2 separate regions of the Pan troglodytes genome follow, and region 2 is linked to region 1. Evidence: chromatin contacts called from public capture Hi-C data. All regions are on one chromosome and are shown on one strand. The core of a region is the stretch at or near the end of the contact, and the rest is flanking DNA. Distances in the headings are between cores, read along the strand shown. Region 1 has its middle 380 kb from the start of KCNAB2. Region 2 has its middle 490 kb from the start of KCNAB2.

Region 1 (2,636 bases), core at 40-2,539:
AAGAAAGTGCACAGAGGGGCCTAGGAGATGGCTCGGGGACCTGGCTAAAGTTTGTTCAAGCAAAGAATCTATGTCGGTGGACATGAATTTGGGAGGGACATTACATTAATCCACTACAGGGAGCCACAGGAGGGCTTTGGGGACAGGCAGGACATGAGCTGACCTGGGTTTTAGAAGGATCCCTCTGGCTGCTGCAGAACAAGCATGGAAGCAGAGAGGCAGAAGTTCAGACACTGCTGCAGTGAGCCAGACAAGGGAGGGTGCAGCCTGGGCGGGGCGCTCGCCGTGGAAGTGGGAGAAACAGTTGGATTCTAGCACAATCTTGAAGGCAGAAACAAGAAGCCTTGCTAATGTGCGGGACTCCTTCACCTGCTAGCCAGGCTCCCCCAGACCCTCCCCTAGACGCATTTCTGTGCTTTAGTTTCAAATTATCCCCCGCTGCAGCCTGGCCCTCCTCCATGCATATTGCAATGCCCTTAGCCCTGCAATCTTCAGGCTGCTGTGGTCTGGGAGAGCTATTTCCAGCCACAACGGCCTGTGGCCCACATGGCCCCAACCCCTCACTCTCTTTGGGGTGTGTGTGGTGGTGGCGGGGTAGGGGACAGCTTCTATTGGTCAGGCCAAGGCAAAAAAAAAAAAAAAAAAAAAAAAGCGGATGTGAATCTTGAGACTAGATTGAAATGCTGGTCCCTGAGCCCAGGCCACTGTTGCCTTTTCTGGCATGGTGCAGAGAACAGTCAGTCATAGGTGCACATGGTAGCCCCCTGGTGGGGACAGTGGTCCCTCTGCATCTTCTAAGCCCCCATGGTAGCTTCATTCCTGATACTTCATGTCCCCTAAAGAGTCATGGGGCATAGGGCAGAAAATATTGCATAAAAACGCCTTCCTCTGGGCCCCTTCAAGTGTCGCAAACTGTGGAAGACGTGTTCATTAGAGGCCACTAAGGAGCCCTGAATAAGCATAGTTCCTGCCCCACTGCAGAGGATTTTGATCAGGAGCTGCACCTGGTAAGGAACAGAACGTCCTCTTGAGAAAATCACTGGATTTATTTTAAGGAAAATCAACTTTAAAGCAATCACTGACACCATGGAGACCATCTGTGTTCCAGAGGTAGGCATAGAGTGATTAGGGGGAGACATAACAGGCAGGACCCCCTGAGTAAGGCAGCTTCCTAAATATGCAATCCCGGGGTTCAGGTGAGGACTAGGGAGAGCCTGTTTCATTCCTTCTATTTTGCATGTCTCTCCAGGGTAGACTGAGCCAGTCTACCCTCAATGCTGGGAGCTGACCAGCATGCAGTCAGTGCTGAGGCTGAATTCATTTGATCTGAGCCCATTGTCAAAGCAAGGGGAGAGGGGGCAGCCTTTGGGAGCTGCACTCCCTCTGCTGGGCCACCTAGGGAAATTCAGGAAGGGCCCTCCCACCTCCAACCAACCTCCAACAGTGAAAATTCTCTTGTGATTTTCAAGACTCTCAATTAGAACTGAATTTCCTACTTCTAGCCCAGATGTGAGGGCTGAGTGAGGGTGTCTGGAAAACGGGCATCTGAACCTCATCACTCACAGGCTGACGAGGGAGCAGCTCCAGAGACTCAAGAAGTAGCCCCAAGCCAGGCAAGGTGGCTCACGCCTGTAATCCCAGCACTTTGGGCGGCTGAGGTGGGCAGATCACCTGAGGTCAGGAGTTCAAGACCAGCCTGACCAACATGGTGAAACCTCGTCTCTACTAAAAATACAAAAATTAACCGGGCATGGTGGCACCCACCTGTAATCCCAGCTACTCAGGAGGCTGAGGCAGGAAAATCACTTGAACCCAGAAGGTGGAGGTTGCAGTGAGCCAAGATCACGTCACTGCACGTCACTGCACTCCAGCTATATGACTGGAAGAAGAAGTAGCCTTGGGAGAGGATCCTGCAGCAGGTCTCCTGCTATCTTCCACTCTAACGGGAGTGGGGCCACACTTGCTGCCAGGTGGCCTGGCCAAGAATTAGATGCCCTGGCCGAACCCGCTGGGTGTGGGGCATTATGAGCCTCTTCTCTCTGGTACAGCATCCATGGGCATCGCTGGGCAGGGGCCAGCTTCCTCTGCAGGTTCTTGGTGATGTACGTATGGGCACAGGCCCTGTTCACCACAAGAACCCAGAGTAGAGATGTCTGTGGTTTCTCATCTCAGCAGACAATGAATTTCAAACCCTGTCTTCACGTCCAGGTCTCTAGGGGAGGCAAAGGACGCCCAGAATCCTCTCATTGCTGTGGACAGTCAAGACCTCACCTAAAAGAATGATACCGCCTTTTCCCACATGCTACTTGGGAAGGAAGGGAACAATCATGGTTTTTTGTTTAGTATTTTTTCAGATGTCTGTGCCTATATACATATTTGTACCATTTGTCTTAAATTCCTTTTGGAACAAGACTGGGTTTAAATAAATAGCAAAATAATAATATATGCATATAGTTAGAATCATAGGCTACTTATATTTTAATCCTCCTTTCACGTAACATTGTAGCATAAGTGTTTCCCCACATTGTTGTAGATTCCCAAGTCTCATTTTTAATAACCGTTATGTTTTTTCAAGGACGGTAATTTACCAAAGTTTTTTTCTGTAGTTGGTCACTTATTTCCAGTGTTCCTGGGTT
Region 2 (2,636 bases), core at 53-2,552, 110 kb before region 1:
CCCTGGACGGAGGAGGGAGGAGGGTCCACCTGCCTGCCGGCCTGGGGCTCCCTGGGCACGGGACTCTCCTGCACCAGCTCACTGGTAGCACAGACACGCATGGGAAGGGACCCATCCCCAAGTCACTGTGATGAGTGCCCCTAAAACGACCCAGCCCGTGCGGTTCTGCGGGGTCACAGGTACAGCCTCCTGGGGTCCCCCAGGACAGGGGAGCCTGCAGTGTGCAGAACCGGCCACCAGGTGGCAGCAACACCGCCTCCCCAGGGGTTACTTTGTTACAACTTGGGGAGGATGGAAGGGAGCATGTGGTTGCAAGGAAGCAGCCCCAGAGAGCTGGAAGGAGGGTACTCTGCCCTGTGAACCACATCAGGGGACGTCCAGTGAATCCCAGCAGACCCAGAAGCCAGACCCCCAAGTATGCCTGTCCAATCTCTGCCCTACAGCCCAGCATTTTCCCCCGACCCGTTTCTCTCCCCAACCAGGTTTAAGGAAGCTTTGCAAATTCCTCAGGACCTGCAAGTTTCTGAGAACTAAATTTTGTGTTTTTATTCAACGAGTCTAAAATACGTTCTGCCAGCTCTAGAGGCAAAAACTTTCGCAGAGGTCATTTACCAGGGAAAACGATCTTCCTCAATAAAGGCCTTTGCTTAATCATTACTCCATAAACTGAACTCTGAGGGCTTCAGAGATATTCTCCAGGGCTCAAGAGGAATGGTTTCCTCCAGAGAGATCCATGCATGTACCCAGGTTTGATAAACATTGGGAAAAAGGCAATCGTCACCATAGCTACCTTTTACTCAGTGCTCACCACGTGGCAGGCTCTCTTCTCCACGGAACCCGCAGAAAGAGCCCGGGAGGTGGGTGCCGGTATCACCTCCACTCTGCAGACGAGCAGACTGAGGAAGGAGAAGCCAGCAATGGCAGGGTGGGGATTTGGGCAGGGCGGCCTGACCCATAGCTCCTTCTTAACCTTGGGACCATACTTCTTCCCTCTGGCATCCTGGGACTCCTGTTCTCACCTTTCTCATCCCCTCCTTCCTCCTCACAAGTGGAACTGGGGTGAGGAGCTCCCTCACTGCACAGATTTCCTTATGGAGAGGCAAGACCTGACTCCAGCCTTGTGCTTACGACTGACCATGGCTTAAAGGGCTCTCCCTACTGGGGACGCGTTTCCTTTCCCTGCTTGGCAGTAGCCATGCAGGGCTGATTAGAGCCTCTGCCAAGGGACCACAGCTAACATGGACATTTGATCTCGCTTCCTCTGGAACATAGAGCAAGCCCACAGCAAGGGTCAGTCATCCTGGCTCCCGAGGAAATGTGCACAGAACAGCTCCTTGGCCAGTGTGCTGCCCAGGACTCCAGAGCACCTGGGAGGTGTCCCTGGCCCAGAGGGGATGGGAAAAGGTGGAGAGAGGGGTGGGACGGAGGGGTCCAGGAGCCTGCAAGCTGAGCACCCTAAAGCCTGGCACACCTGGCCGATGTCGAGGGCCCTGATTTTCATACGGGACTGGCTCCTCCGTGACTCAGGCAGCCTATGAGGCCCCATAAATGTGCCGTGTGTGGAATCCAGGACATAATAATTGAGCGTCTTAGGCAAACAGGGAGAGCTGAGAGACAGGAAACACGGAGCTGATGGGCCACAGAAGGGAAATGATCAGAGAGAATCAACCCAGCTTGAAACAAAAACGCATTCCCAAGAGCGAATCTGCAGACTGGTGTCGCAGTGCAAGGCTGGGTGTTGCCCTTGTGTGCCCACACATCACCCTCCTTCAGGAGTGGCAAAAGCACATGAGGCAGAGGCTGTGTGTGTGCGCGTGTGTGTGAGAGAGAGAGAGGGAGAGAGAGAAATGGAGGGAGGGAGAGAGAGAAAGGAAGATCATCTCTTCAAGCCAGGCTCTTAGAAAAAGAGCATCAAAAATATTTTGTGAGGAATTTCCTGAGTTCCACATCTTTAACTCTTGGAATAGAGGCAGAAGGAGATTGTAATTAAAATTGGTAGTGGGGCGGGGGAAGCATCATTATATACAGAATTTCTAAATGCCTGGAAGTGATCTTACGAAGACAAATTGGTTTTCCAACCCCACCCCAGCTATAAAAAGTTATAACTTCTTGAGTCATCAGCACCCTGCTGAACTAGGAGTCTGGATCGTTTTTAGGTAGATGAATGAACTTGAGAAAATTCTTCTCTCCAGGCCTCAATTTCCCTGTTTTCAAACTGCATCCTAAAGAGTGTGGGGCTTCAGCTGAGAAGCCTCATGGATGGTGGTCTGTCCCCACTCCCCCACTCCCGCCATTCAGGCAGGAGGCTCCCCACACCTTCTCTGTAAACCCCAGCTTCAAGCCAAGCTGCTCTTCTTAAAAAAAAATGTCGTATATCTCCTGAAGGAGGTTTCTTTTGAAAACACTGGAACTTAATAACTTCTAAAGTCCCTTCCAGCTCTGATGCCAGGCAGAAGTGTCTGAAATCAGGTGGGGGCCATGAAAACTGCCCTGCACAGCAAAGCAGGCCCAGAAGCTTCCACAATTCAGCTGAGCCCCATAGTGAGTCCATCCTCCTGTGGTCACTCATCCTGCCTCCTCTCTGCAGGTGCCAGCTGGGCCACATGCTGGACTCAAGACTTCTGCCTTTGTTCAGA

The links. Capture Hi-C pulls out chosen DNA fragments and counts their contacts.
Region 2: a capture Hi-C map of stem cell-derived neural stem cells shows a contact between it and region 1, with 2.9 times the contacts expected there. The contact joins two enhancer-like sites. A contact is called at or near these places in 2 of 7 Hi-C or Micro-C datasets (induced pluripotent stem cells and stem cell-derived neural progenitor cells) and 1 of 1 other capture datasets (stem cell-derived neural stem cells).

What each region holds. Positions count from the first base shown.
Region 1 is chr1:226,393,469-226,396,104 of NHGRI_mPanTro3-v2.0_pri, reverse strand. No RefSeq gene overlaps it. Among named protein-coding and RNA genes, the nearest start is that of KCNAB2, 380 kb to the right of the region's middle. Within about 2 kb of position 1,289, at least 2 of the 24 cell types and tissues checked have an H3K27ac peak or open chromatin away from gene starts, as enhancers often do. A contact at or near this core is called in stem cell-derived neural stem cells, where this site is marked.
Region 2 is chr1:226,504,122-226,506,757 of NHGRI_mPanTro3-v2.0_pri, reverse strand. No RefSeq gene overlaps it. Among named protein-coding and RNA genes, the nearest start is that of KCNAB2, 490 kb to the right of the region's middle. Within about 2 kb of position 1,302, at least 2 of the 24 cell types and tissues checked have an H3K27ac peak or open chromatin away from gene starts, as enhancers often do. A contact at or near this core is called in stem cell-derived neural stem cells, where this site is marked.